Regions from separate parts of the Mus musculus genome. Here region 1 is linked to region 2. A link is a contact called in public promoter capture Hi-C data. All regions are on one chromosome and are shown on one strand. The core of a region is the stretch at or near the end of the contact, and the rest is flanking DNA. Distances in the headings are between cores, read along the strand shown. Region 1 holds the start of 2310010J17Rik (RIKEN cDNA 2310010J17 gene). Region 2 holds the start of Prss23 (protease, serine 23).

Region 1 (7,378 bases), core at 2,315-4,814, 610 kb after region 2:
GTATTTGTAGTTGATAGAAGGCATTAAACACTGTTTATTCTTCCTCCTGGACTCCAGGACTCTCTCCAACACACAAACACACACACACACACACACACACACACATTTATATTTAGTGGGGACTAACATATGCTATTTACACAGTTTGGGGACTGTTCATTGTAAATCAAACTTGCCTTCAAGTTGGACTGAAATAGAGAACTGATAGTTTGTACAGAACTATTGAGTTCATCATTAGACCAGGATAGAGCATTTAAATTTGTGCCTGACCCACAGTAAATGTTCAATACATAGTTTTTGAAAGAATGGATTAATAAAATACTGAGTAAGGATGATGCCTCAGACAGATATTATAGGATAATTATACAATGGACACAATATATTAATAGAAACTCGGGAAGATTTTATCAAATGGAAGATTTGCAGTGATGGTCTATTTAAATAAGTTGTGTTTTCATTCATGCACCCAACTATCATTACGCTGTAAATTTGATGTAACGAGGATATGTATCAGTTGCTTTTTTTATCACTAAGACAAAATACCCGACTGAAGTACCTCATAAAAGGACTGTCGTTCCTGGTTTCAGCATGTCTCAGCCCATTCATCAGTAGTGGGGAGATACGTAGAGTGGCACTGTGTTCGTGGGAACATGTAGCAGAGCTCGTAACATGACTGATCAAACAGAAAGCACACAGCAGGACCAGAAGGAGTAGGTTAGGTTATAACCCTCAAAGGAATACCTCCTAGGGCCTACCTCCATCATACAGGCCCCATAACCTCCCAAAATAGTACTACCAATTCAGGACCAGGTATTTATTTATTTTAAAAAGTTTATAATTTAAAAATTATTTATAGGGACCCATGTGTCTGTGTGTGTGTGTGTGTGTGTATATATATATATATATATATATATATATATATATATATATATATATGCATTTGTCTTCAAAGGCCAGGAGAGAACACTACATCCCCTGGAGCTGGAATTTGAGATGGCTATGATTTAACCCAGTTCCTGGGAACTGAACTCAGGTTCGCAGCAAGAACAGCAAATGTTCTTAACACTGGGCCCTCTCTACAGCCCCAGGAATAGGCACATGATTCTGTAGGAGGCAGTCTAGATTGAAACCACAAGCCTCTCTTTTTTCCCTCCCCATGTTAGTGCAGTAAAGCAATTGAAGAAGTAAATACAGAATACAATCAGTAGCAAAAGGAGATTCATACCCATTAGGATGTACACCAAAATGGTATTTCTAAGTGTAGTAGGCAGCATACAGTAGGAAACTAGAAAGAGATGAGGTCCAGTAAGTAGTTAGGTCAGGGGTAGATCCTAAAGAGTCCTGTTTCCATGGCACAGAGACCTGAAGCTTCTAGGACAGTGACAGTGGAGCTTGCTTTACTTTTTGTTGCTATAGCAGAAGACTGCAGATTGGATAATTTTTGTTTGTTTTTTGAGACACGGTATCCTTACATAGCCCTGGCTCTCCTGAAACTATGTTCAGGCTGGCTTCAACCTCACAGAGACCCACCTGTCTCTGCCTTCTAAGCACTGGACTTAAAGGTGCATTATCACCACCATAACCACCACCATCACCCCCATCAACACTACCACCACCACCACCATCACCACCATCATCACCACCTCCATTACCACTACCCATTACCATCACCATCACAACTACCACCACAACCAGCACCAGCTCTGACTGGGTAACTTTTTTGTTTTTGTTTTTCAAGACAGGGTTTCTCTGTGTAGATCAGGCTGGCCTCAAATTCAGAGATCAGCCTTCCTCTGCCTCCCAAGTGTTATAATTAAAGGCAAGTGCTGCTGCCACCACAACCCACAGAACTGGTTAATTTTTAATAAGCATACATTGATCAATTCTGGAGGCTAGGAGGTCCCCGAAATCAAGAGCTTGGTTATTTTAGAGCACAAGGCAAAGAGAAAGAGAAAAGAGTAGGAACTTCAAATACTTTTATAGTTAGTATTAATCCGTGTATGATTTAAATGCTTCCCATTAGGCCACATCTTAACACTCTTGAGGATTAAAATTCAACATATTAATTGGTGGTATGGGGGTAGGGCATGGGTGGGCACATTGTGGAGACACAATCTTTAGAGAGTTACTAGACAATTTTAGTGCAAAAACAATCCCACTATAGGTTCAGAAAATATTAACTGGATAGTTGGTTAAACAATGATAAAGAAATTAGCTAAGAAATTAGTAGAATAGTTTGAGAATAAAAGAAATTATAATGGATTAAAACTTGCACACACATGTGGGTCACGTGAACATGCATACATGAGTACACACCACAGACAAAAACCAACCAAACAAAAATTCCCGGTCATTCCACTGCCTGATAAACACAGGGTACCAAATTACAAATGGAATGCAGATGCACCAAAGGGAGTTTTACAGTTTTGTGAATTCTCAAGCTGGTGTGACAAGAATGAAACCTGCAGCCTTAATAAGAATTGTGAGTTCTTGCCAAAATCACCGTGCTTCAGAATGGCGTGTGAGATAGAAAGGGAATGTGAAGAGACCACAGAATTCCTCATACCACACACAATTTTAAACATCTATTAGCTTTTCATCCGTTGAGAGTTAACAGATTTAAGCGCAATATTCTAGATTTGGTTGGCAGATGGTGTACACAGATTTTGAGTACGCTCGAATCTCATTTGAAACTAGCAAGATTACATAGAACCATGATGGTAACTTAACATTCACAGAGAATTTAAAATTTATCCCTAACTCTTGAGTTAAATGTGGAGCACTAGTAACATTTAAAAAGGCTTTGTTCATAGATCTTCTGGATTTCATAGATCTAAGTCTCGGGATGTAATACTGGTCTAAAATGCCTACAGGGCAGAGTCAATATCTTTCCATGGAAATCTGGCTCACACAAGAGGAGAAAAGAGGCCAAAGGGAAGAAAGGCTAAACCAGGGGAGATCGCAGGTACTGATGTCTGACTCTGAATGGGACTTCTCCTTTTACCGAGCTGTCTCACTTCCTTCTATGGTGTGGACCTTTAATCTCGCTGGTTGTCAGCCTTGTAGGGTCAAGTTAATCACTGTTGACATCACCCTACTACTTCCCTTTTCAAATTCCACTGAAGCTATGTGTTTCCTGTCGTATTTGACACCGCAGAGAATGAATACCGGGCTGGCTTCTATCTAAATTTAGACTGGCAGGAACGTGGCGACTCTTAGTAAGTCGAGATAAACAAAACTAGGTGACGTTTCCAACACTCTCAAAGAAGACGAGGGGGTGAAAAAAAAAAAAAAAGCCCCAAAGCCCTGTTACTAAAAGGGAGAGCGGGGTGCATTTGAAGAGGCCTGTGTGTAGGCTCAGAAAGAGACTGGCTGGAGCCGTTTTCTTTAAGGCAGGAGGAGGGCCGTGGGGTCGGCGCCAAATTGAGCGAGGCGAAGCCCCGGAGCCCAGGCACCTCCAGTTCGGGGTGAAAACTACGCACAGGCAGCAGCTGCCTCACCTCTTTGTCAAGCCCACGGCGTCAGCCTCTGACACGAGGGCGGGCGTCCTCGCCTCCGGGGTGAAAGAGGGGCGCAGCGGGCCGCCCCTCCCCCCCGCCCCCCTACGACACGCGGGGCCCTGCCTCGGGCGACCTGTTGGCAGGGCGCGTCACGTGACGCGGCGGGCCGCGCCGTCCCCCGCGGGCGGGCCTCCTGTTGCGCCCGCCGGGCGGGTTCCACCACGTAGCGCGCGGGCGCCGCCCCGCTCTTCCCTCGCCGGAGCGAGGGAGGGGGGCGCGCCGGAGAGGAAAGGGAAGGGAGAAGGGGCGGGAGGAAGCGAGCAGGGGGCGGAACCCGAGTCACGTGACCTAGGGGCAGCCCGGAAAGCTCCGAGGAGGAGCCTGGCGCCGCCATTTTCCTGCAGCTGCCTGGCCCTCTTACCCGGTCGGGCTCCAGCTGACCAGGGAAGGGGTGGGCCGAGGCTGAGGCGCGGGACCCGGGAGTGGCCCCGACTTGGTGTGGGAGCCCGCCGGGGGAACACGCGAGCCGGGGCTCTCGGAGCGGGTGGCGGCGCGCGGCCCTGAGCCCCGCCCCAGGCCGGCAGGCGGGCGGGGAGCCGGTGGGGGTAGGGGGTGCGGTGGGGGGTGGGGACCCTCGGGCGCTTGGGGGTCCCAGGCCCCGCCGGCTGCGGAGCGGAAGGGGTGGCGGACGAGCCGCAGAGATGTCTGGCCAGAGCCTGACGGACCGAATCACCGCGGCCCAGCACAGTGTCACTGGCTCCGCGGTATCTAAGACAGTATGCAAGGCCACGACCCACGAGATCATGGGCCCCAAGAAAAAGCACCTGGACTGTGAGTGAAGACCCCCCGCATCCTCTCCCGACCCCTCTCCATCGTCCTCCTCTCTCTCTTGGGCTGCCTCTTCCCTCCCTGCGTCTTATCTGCACGATGGCTCCTGTGCCTGGTCGAGCTGTGTGTTCTTTTCTGCTCCCATCACACCTGCCTTTAACGGCCTCTGCTCTTCTCTCAAAAGAGAGAAAAAAAATGTGACAATCCATTGCGCCCCCAGAGATCCCCTGAGACCCTCGCCTCCTAGCCCCCGGCACCACCAAGCCCATCGCGCTCCACCAACTTGCCTCCCACCCAGCTCCTCACTCAGACTCCTCTCCCAGCTACTGCAGCCCCTTTTGCCCTTCCATCCCACCCGTCCCGTACCTCCTAGCAGCCGTCCGCTCAGTGATTCCCCGGCTAATGTCTCCAGGACTCAGGCTCACCGCCCCATTGTTCCATTAGCTTTTTAAAATTCCCTTTCCTTTCTTTTTTTTTTTTTTTTTTTTTTTCGTATTTCCGTACTAACTCTGCTTGGTGGGACCAGATTTCTGTCACTTCTCAGCTCTTGAAGTGTTTTTCCCCTCCTCCCATTTCTTTGTGGTTTCCTTTTCTACCTTTCTATCTACCTTTTCGGTCATCTTTGCCATTCTAGCTTCCGTTAAGTTCCTTTGACTTCTTGTCACCTCCTTCTTTCAATACTATGCCCAGTTACTCGGCTTTTATTCCATTTACGCTTGTGGGGAGTAGAAACAAAGGGATTCAGTGTGGTGTGGGGAAGGCTTTGTGGGAAGTTACTATTTTTATTTGCCATCATTATATTGTCTGAGTTTTGAAGTTGTGTGTTGTGCATGTTCTACCCCCCCCCCCCTTTTGTAATCCATATGAGGATATGGATAAGGGCTTTGCTGGTTTTGGTATCAGTTCCTGGAACTGTTAACATTGGTGGTTTGAATTTAGAAGCTTGAGTGTGATGTGTAGCGGTTCGAAATGGATCAATATATTTAAGTACAAATAATCAGGTTTGGAAACGTTTTAATTTATGCTAGCTGTATTTTGGATAACTATCTTGCTTAAGCGGCATAATGTAACTCCAGCATAAACTTAGGTACAGTTAATAGAGCGGACTCCTCCCAGTTGCTTTCTAACCTAGGAGCCACCTGTAAAACCACCTCCTTTTTCTTGTTGCTCCTTTGCCCTAGGGTACAAAGCTCAGTGGATCACTCAGTCCTTGAGTCAGTGGAATGTTTCAGGAAAAAATAGGGATATAGCAAGGATAGTAAATTCTCTTTTTAAATGACTCCCGGACACATTAGCCAAACTGACTTTCATCATACATGAAAGTTGCTTTGCCCTGTGAAGCAAGAGCGAGCTTGTCCTGAAAGGGAATTCGCTGTAAGGAATCTTGTTTCTCACTTGGACTTTGGCTGTGAGGTTTGCACTTGAAGAAAAAAAAAATACGGCGGTGTGAATTCTAAGACCCACTGGTCATGAAGTGCTGTTAGAACAAGTTGTTGCCACAGACAAAACCCATTATTCGTTGCGATTTGTTCCCTGGCTGTGGACGTTTCATAGAAGCCATCCTTTGGTTGGCTGTGGTACTTAGACAGGCTGCTTTTTAACTGACCCGATGTAGGAAAGTGGAAGGGATATTTAAATGGTGACTCCACTATAAACATTCTGTAGGGGATTGTGAATAAATTATAAATGGGTTTTGAAAAATATATACTTGGAGAGATGCTTTTGTTTACATTCTTTTGAAAGACTACCCATGGGATTCTTTTTTCCATGGTTCCGATTCCAGACTTGTGTCAAATTTGTCTGTGTAGCCCAAGCTGGCCTTGAACTTGGGACAGAGACCATAGTTCTTCCTCAGCCCTCCACAATGCTGGGTTGGTTCTGTGGTACAAAACCCTACTCTACTGTTTTTGTGTCAGTGCTGTTTGTGGGTTTTCATTTGTTTTTGTTGGTGTGAAGGGGGCGGAAGATACTTGGTAATCTGTGAAATGTTCTTTAACTCAAAGTGGTAAATCGCAGCAGAAACAGCATTGAAATGTTCTTTATAAGGGCTTCTCCAGCTGCAGCAATGCTTATCGAGAAGTGTTGCTAGAATGGGGGAGAACGTAGAAGATAGGTTGTTGGTTCTTTTTTTTTTTTTCTTCCTTTTTTCCCTTTTTTAGGTTAGAAGCAAAGGTGGTTTTTATCTAGTTAGTGACCTTTGTCAATATTATAGATTGGAACTAGTTGGTATTTAAGGATAACCTAACTTTTTCTCTGCTGTCTACAAACTCCCATACTTGTAGAGCTTGAGTATACTTGGTAATGTTTTTTAATATATGTTTAATATGTTTTTTAATATTAAAAATAAGGTGCCTCTTGTCTTTTTCTTAATGAGGTTTTTAAACGAACAATGATACTATTTTTCTTCTATTGTAAGCTGTTTTTCTCTAATACTTTAGAAAAATCTCATTGATGAATGGGTTCCAACCCTCCCTTCACACTTCAGCATGTTTTGAAAAGTTACCTAGAGACAAGTTTTGGTGTTAATCTCAGGCTATATGTAATAGAGAAATGCATCATTTCAAGTAATTTTTGCTCCTTTGAATAATTTTTGGCTCTTTAAGAATTTTTCTTAGTTTTGAAAGTTAGTTTTCTTATGCCTTTTAATATCTTCAACTACTAACGTCTCCTTCTTTGAACTGAGTAAGAAACAATTTCATCTTTAAAATGGTAGCATTTAACAAAAATATGCCTAGTAATTTGTCTCTCTCATCAATCCTTTAGCATGTGGAAGTGGCTTTTGTGTACTTCTGACAAGATTTTTCCATATTAGGAAGTGATTATTGTCCATAAATTTTGAGTCAATTCATATTACATTTAATGCTTACTGAAGACTTTTTGCTTATAAGTATTAATGCGTAACAGTATTTTAATGTTCCTACTGTTAAACTTGACAGATTTTCATTTAAATTCAGGCTTCTAATGGCCATTTATAATCAAGATAGAAGAGCACAACCCTTAAAATTTCAGATACAGCTATCTTCCCACCCAGATCCATAGCTGTTCAGATC
Region 2 (7,181 bases), core at 1,329-3,828:
CAAATATTAGCCACTGTCTAGTTATCTAGTGCATCAAAATATTTACACTTTACAAACATACTTCATAAGCCCAATAATAGTTTTATGGTAGAGGGAATTTGCACATTATCAGATGTGCCAATGACAATAACCTTCCTAGGGACTGAGGACTAGGGACTAGGGACTGGAGTACTGAGAATAACTTTTGTGATTCTCTAGAGGACAGTCTTCAAAACTGCTAACAACTCAGTTCTCCTTATGGGGGACAATGTTTGAATGAATGATTTAACTCCTAGAAGCCAGCAATTGCTACAAGAGAACATCTAGTTTTTCAGACATCTATTGTCTATTCTACAAAGTACGGTTTCCTGTGACCACAATAAAATGTAAGAAAGTACATGAAGGTGGTGCTCATGCTAGACACCAGTTGGAAGAGCGACAAAGGGTCCTCCATGAAATCTGTAGCCAGGGACACTGAACAATGAGGCTTTGCTAATTCCCCAAGCAAATGCCTACAAATGAACAAAGCTCTGTGAATACACTGAAGCCAAGCTTGCTCTCATTTTCCAGAATCACATAACCCCTTAAGGCAAGACAGACCCAGTCACAGTATGGCTTAAGAATGATGGTCTTGTAAGGAAACGGGAGGGGACTTAAGAAGCCCAGCAAATCAAGTACAATCTCATGGTCACACAGAGCTTAACTTCTCTATCAGGTTTTAGGCAAAATGAGCCATCCTAGTAATCCCAAGACAGCCTAGCAGCAGAGCAATTACAGAGTGCTGTCAATGGTGAGACCATGAGAAACGAAATCCCTGGAGTTATTTGGAATTATGCATGAATAATGCCCGGTGCATTAACTCCTAAAACATCCATGGGAGGGATGCTCAGGAGAACCTGAGACTATTAGCACAGCAGACCTGGGCCAACAATGTTCTCAGACACACTAATGGGAACTTTGGCACTTAGGCCACAGGCAGAAAAATATACCTACATCCACTGTCTACCTGAATAGTCATCAGTGAGACAGAAATGAAATCCATATTAATTACCTTGGAAGACTGCTTCCTTCCAAGGTCAGAGAAAGCATGACAAGCTGCCTACTGCCTGTTTATAATAATGGAAAATACAAGTGAAGATTTATTCATATATTTATGGCACACTCAGAAAAAAAATGAATGTAGTGCCTTCAAAAGAATCCTCGGTCTCTTTATCCCGTCCCCAATCCAGTTCTAAGAGACTCTTTAAAAATGTTCACTGAATAACACAGGCTAGCCTCAAGTTCACTGGCCTTCCCCAGCCTTCGAAGTGTTAGGATTCACAGGCATGCACTACTGTACCTCACTCCTAGGAGACTCCTAGAAAGACAGGTAATAGTTCTTTTAAACACTTTCCCCCCCCGAAACAATGTCTAACAATATCCTGATACTAATTTGCAATAGGGATTTTGGAAAAACCTAACTTCAACTATAAATCAAACTCTTCTCACAGAGCCTGATAAGGCTATTTTGTATTGACCTATCTGTCCTTAAGGCATTCGCTAGGACCTCTCAAGTTCACTTACAAGACCTGGGAGTAGCAATTTCTATACTAACCGAGATCCTGAATCATCTGGAACTTTCCACAGGCTACGGGCTGTTTCTAAATTCTCGTGGATGTCACCCAATGGACAATAAAACAAACAGGATTTTAATCAGAGGCTTTTCTCAAGGGATGCTCTGAGGGAGGTGGGAGGGAGAATCGGCTCCATTTCAGGAGGGGGTGGTATTGCTCCATCTAAACACATCTTCCTCTCTTAAAAGTTCTAGGGGAGGGCAAATCTTTTCTTTCAGTTAGCAATTTGTGATAAATGGCTACATGCTGAAGAAATATTTGCTTCCAACAACTGTTGATAGCCCAGGCATAATTTTCTAGATTTAGCACTCAGAGCAAAGTCGGCACCCAGCACAGAGCCTGATCCCAACTTGTGTTTGCTGACTTTTTCTTGCTTGTTAAGGTGTGTTCATAGTCACGTGCCAGGTTAAAAATTAATGCTCAGAGCACGATGAAGTCAGATACAGTAGGCGCAAAACTCAAAGAAAGAAAATGGTAGAGGTTACAGTGTGTGTTCGTGGGGGAGAGCCTACCTTGACCTCTCCAGGGACACCTTGCCATACACAGCTCCACTTGACCCCTAGACAACACCTTGCATCCAAGACAGCGCTTTCAAAACCTTCTTTTCCCCATCCACTTTAAGAGAGACACTGAGTGAATCCAAACGCTGTACAGAGCCGGTGTCCGGGGAGGGAGGCTCTTTCAGGCTCTTGTCCTAAGCCCAGAGTCTGTGCGGAAGCCACGGCAAACTCCCCGGTGTTACCCGCAGCCACCCCACCCCGCGCGCACCCGACTCTTTGTCCGGCTCCGGCACACGCCTGGTCCTTCGGACCCAGCGGGAGACGCCGGGTCCCCGCATCGCACTCACCCGCGTGGAGCAGCCCGCCGGGGCCGCGGCCGTGCGCCGCTCAGACAGGTGTGGGCGCCCGGAGGACGCGCGCGGCTCCCATGCCTGCTCCGCAGAGTGGCCGAGTGCGAGCCTGAGGTCCAGCAGAGCCTGCAGCACCCGGTCCGCCCCCCATCCCCTCCCCTTCGCCTCCCGGGCCCTCCCGCCCCGCCCCCAGCCGCGAGCCGCGCAGCCCGCCGGCCGTCGCCTCCCCTTCCCCTAGCCGCCTGCCTCCAGCCAGCGTCACCCTGCTATTCAGAGGTCCAGAACCCTCGGGCCCCGCGCAGGTGGGTCTCCGCAGCGCGTCACCACCAGCGGGTCCCCGTACTCGATGCCCCTGCACCGTGTCCGATGAACGGCTCCTACCAGTGACTCTTGCACTCTCCCGCTCTAGACAACTTCACACCAAGTTCTAGGGGTCTACATTGCCCAGAGTCTGCTAAAGCAATGCTCCAGAGTGGGCGGTCCCTTCCAACCTTCCAGTCCTCCAGCACCCCGGGTGCGTGGAGCGCCGCTAGGCAAGTTTGCAAAGCAGAATTCAAACTTGTAAGCTCCTCACCCGTGCGCATTCTGTGCGCCTTGAATAGTGACGACCGAGCTCCTTTCCACCTTAGTTCCTCCTCTAGCGCTTCTAGAGTGTACCTCAGTTTGTAATCCAGAGGCAGGCTACCGAGGTTGCAGGCCCTGCAGTTCAGCTGCTAGCATACTGGGTCCCAGAGCACAGCAAGGGATCGCGGACTTGGCAGCTTCCCAGGGGTTGACTGGTGACGCCCCCGGCCTGGTCTTTACTGGGGCACCAGGGCACCAGCTGGTGGAGCCACCTCCTAGCTTATGGTGCCTGTTTCCCTAAATCACTGGAGAAGTCCACACCTGGGGGACTGAGTCAGCCTGGTGACCTCACTATTTAAATATCTAATGCTATATAGTCTTAGTAGTCTCTTAAGACTATCCACACATCCATTTCTGTGAACCAACCCTTCATGCAGGTCATGGAGATGAAAAGGGTGGAGCTGTGGATTTCCCCTCAGGACTGGAGGACTGGAGAGGCCTAATCTTGCTAGCAGTCAGACAGCTCCTGAACAGTAGGACAAAATTTTGCAGAGGTCGTTTTCTTCTCTCCTCCTCCTCCTCCTCCTCCTCCTCCTCCTCCTCCTCCTCCTCCTCTCCCTCCTCCTCCTCTCCCTCCTCCTCCTCCTCCTCCTCTCCCTCCTTCTCCTCCTTCTCCTCCTCCTCCTGCTCCTCCTCCTCCTCCTCTTCCTCCTCCTCCTCCTCCTCCTCCTCCTCCTCTTCCTCCTCCTTCTTTTTTCTCCTGTCAATCCCAGAGTAGCCTTCCTTTTTTCCTGTCAAAGCTTGCCCTCAGAAAGGGAGGGCCTGACATCCTATTCCACACCAGGATGTTAGTGACATGTCCAGTGAGCTAGTGTTTGCCTTGCCTTTAAATAGGAAAGCCCTGAACACATTGTTGAGTAGTGTTTCTCAAACATAAAGGAAACTAGTATTGTCCACCACGTTAAAGGCAAAACCTTCTTAGACCTCCCCTGTCTTAGCTTACATTTTCTTTTTAAACAATCCATTAATGTGAGTGTATACATAAAGCTAGGTGAAAACTTAAACGTTTGAACAACTCAAGAATAAAACTCAAACTGATCGAATACAAAGATTCTCTTCCGGAACAGTAAAATTTAGGGTTTCTCTCAGTCAGTTCTCCACAGTGCTTCCACTCCTGTGGTCTGTGCAAGGCCCTAAAACACTCTGTTCTCTCACTTCTTGTTCTTCCCAGCTCTCTTTCTTGTTAACATAACTGTGAAAGTGGTAATTTCCTAGGGCCAAAGCTTAGCACATAAAAACCAGATTAACTCTTGGTGATTTGAATGAGATGTTTCCCATAGTCTCTGGCATTTAAAATACTTGGTCCCCAGTTGGTGGTGGTGTTTAGGTAGGCTTGGGAGGTGTGGCCTCGACTCAGGAAGTGTGTCACTGGGGGTGGGCTTTGAGGTTTCAGAGGCTGGCACCATTCCCAGTTCACCTTCTCTGTTTTGTGCTTGGGATTTAAGGTCTGAGCTCTCAGCCTCCTGCTTGCCATGTCTTGCCTCCATGGACTCTGACCCTCTCACACTGTAAGCTGGAATAAACTCTTCTCTAAGTTGCCTTGGCCATGTGGTATTATCACAGCAATAGAAAAGTAGTACTGATGGTTATCTCAATGATCCAGAACATGCTTAGAGTGATTCTTTGAGATCACACAAGTAAAACAAATTAAATTACGGGTCTCCCAGGGTTTATAGCTCCCAATCGAGCTATATTTATGGACTTGGAACTCTTTATGACTACACCAACTAAAACCTAGTGCAGTTCAAGAGGTCACAGAAATGACAAAGGCACAAGAATTATTACCAAAGAAAAACCCAGATAAACCCTCCAGCTTCATCTGCTCTTAGTTAAGTAAATAACTGCTTGCTTTAGAGGCCACACGGCCATGTGATGTGTTGTTAGCTGCCTATCAGCGTTAATACCAGAGCTCCTTTGATATGTGGGCTAACTAAACTATTGGCTCCGTTACTTTACAGGAATGGCTAAAATGGCATGAAAGACTTGGTCCCTCTGTTTTGACATCATGTCTATCCTCAATCTTGACCTTGTAGGCTTCTCACCATTACATATAAACACATTGAGCATTGAGAACTATTTTGTCCAAGACTATATAGTACAGTGCCAGTGCTACTGTTTCTATGTCATAAGATCCCACAGTTCTGTGTGGTACCCTGCCAGGATCTGCTCCTGACTAGCATTGTGGCTTTTGTCCTAACCTTTCCCTGCCTCAGTAGCCCCTTCTATACAACCAGGGCTGCTGGGGTTGCGTTAAAGGTTGAATAGATAAATACGCAGAATGTGCTTGAGAATAGTTCTTTATGTGCAGGGAACAGGTAATAAACATGAGCTGTGGCTACTCCACTGTGCAAAGAGACGGTGTTTTGAAGCCTTTTCATATAGCAAGACCTCTGTCCATTTTTTTGACAGTTATTGCTTATTTTTCTTAACAGTTGTAGTTTTCAAAGTAGAGCCAGGAAGAACAAATATTACTTCCATCAATCATAAAGAAAAACTGGGGCACAGACGGGCCTCAGAACACTTCCCTCTCTCGGCCAGTTCCAGTTGTTACCGTCTTCTCCCCAAACAGCTAACAAACAAACAACAGCACAGACAGACGTACAGAGGGTCCAGGGCTTAAACAGGACTCTGGCTTTAGATGTTTCCTAGATTCGTTATAGAAAAATAATTTGGCCCTTAGGTCATCTGCACGGCGGCCATACGGACAGCAACATGATGGATCTGTAGGGTACTTTGACCTTTGAGAGATGTGTTCTGTGTAAACAGCAGGTGTTCCCATGCCGCACATAGATGTCTGCTGTTTTCTTTTTCTGTACTTGTCTGTCTTCCCCCCAGGGGGAAAGGACCCCAGCCCCCTCACTGCCTTCTCAACCCTTTTTATGTGCACTGCAGTTGAGGAGTTAGAAGTGCGCTCGGGGTGAAGCCTGCGAGATTACTGTCTGTCCACTGTGTTGAAAATTTCTGGGGCTGCGCAAATGCCCCTGACCCTTTTGGTGCAGGTCATTAAAAGCTATGGTCATAAAACAAAATCTGACACAAGGTAAAGGGAATTATAGTCTAGGTCAAGGAACAAACATGAGTTAGAAAATGGGAGAGAATCATTGCTTCTTATTATGCCAGGTCTGAAGACTTCCCCGAGGCAATGGGATTTGAATTGAACTCAAAAGGTAAAGGCCCGGGAGTTTCATTTTACTGCCTTTGTCACTTTGAATTGCTGGAGATCGGATACAGCACCTGCTCACACCGGCTTAAAGCTCTACCACTGGGATACATACACCCCCAGATTCTGGGCAAGGTTTTAATATACATTATCTTACTGAGTCTGTGGAACCACACTGCCATATGACGAGAAGAGCATTTCTACTGTATAACTGAGGAATCTGCAAGGATTGAGGGAGCAGAGCTAGGGCTGGGCTGTAAAGATTATGGGTGCGTCCTTTAATGAACACATTATGCTTGGTGGCATGGGGTATATTTTATTGCATGTAACCTTCAAGATAAAAGAGAAAAAGAGAGATATGTTAGTCTGTCATATGCTGCTGAAAAAGAGCACCACGCACTGGATACTTTATAAAGAACAGAAACTTATTTGGCTCATGAGTCTCGTGGCTGAGAAATCTACGATGGACGTGCCTGTGCTAATAAAATAGGTCACTGGGCATCATGTGGTGATACAAGAACGTACATGGCTGGCTCACTTCTATACCCAAGGCAGCCTCACAATACAAATTCTATTCCCTCCGTAAGATTAATTTACTTCGTGAGGTGTCTATCTCGTAATGGTCCCACTAATTGTACTGAGAATTCAGGGATTACTGTTTCCTCCGTTTTGCAGTCAGGACACTGAGGTTAGAGTCTTCAGTCAGGATCCCAAGTTCTGCTCTAGTAGACCACACGGCTGAGGCTCCTGCTGGCCTGTCTCATACCTTAGCTGCGAGTCCGCACTGCGTCCGTCCGGGACTCTCCTGTTCTAGTGCTTCCGATAAGGAGCTGAGCTAGTCAGTTTGGAAGCTATCAGTTAGATTACTTCAGAGGAGATCTGTTTCCTGGCTAAAGCACTCCACAGTACACGTGTATATTGAAATATCACACACCACCGACAAACACCGACGATG

Evidence for each region. Promoter capture Hi-C pulls out the DNA fragments that hold promoters and counts their contacts.
Region 1: a promoter capture Hi-C map of cranial neural crest shows a contact between it and region 2. The contact joins the promoter of 2310010J17Rik here to the promoter of Prss23 in region 2. A contact is called at or near these places in 4 of 39 promoter capture datasets (cranial neural crest, embryonic stem cells, hippocampal neurons and 1 more) and 1 of 115 datasets of contacts at active chromatin or transcription factors (large pre-B cells).

The regions. Positions count from the first base shown.
Region 1 is chr7:90,126,372-90,133,749 of GRCm38.p6, forward strand. 2310010J17Rik (RIKEN cDNA 2310010J17 gene) reads right to left here and starts at 3,565. Exons shown (of 3, transcript NR_046007.1): 1 at 3,501-3,565; 2 at 557-673. It overlaps Picalm (phosphatidylinositol binding clathrin assembly protein), which reads left to right and starts at 3,842. Exons shown (of 20, transcript NM_001360867.1): 1 at 3,842-4,331. The coding sequence starts at 4,202.
Region 2 is chr7:89,515,008-89,522,188 of GRCm38.p6, forward strand. It overlaps Prss23 (protease, serine 23), which reads right to left and starts at 2,579. Exons shown (of 2, transcript NM_029614.4): 1 at 2,440-2,579.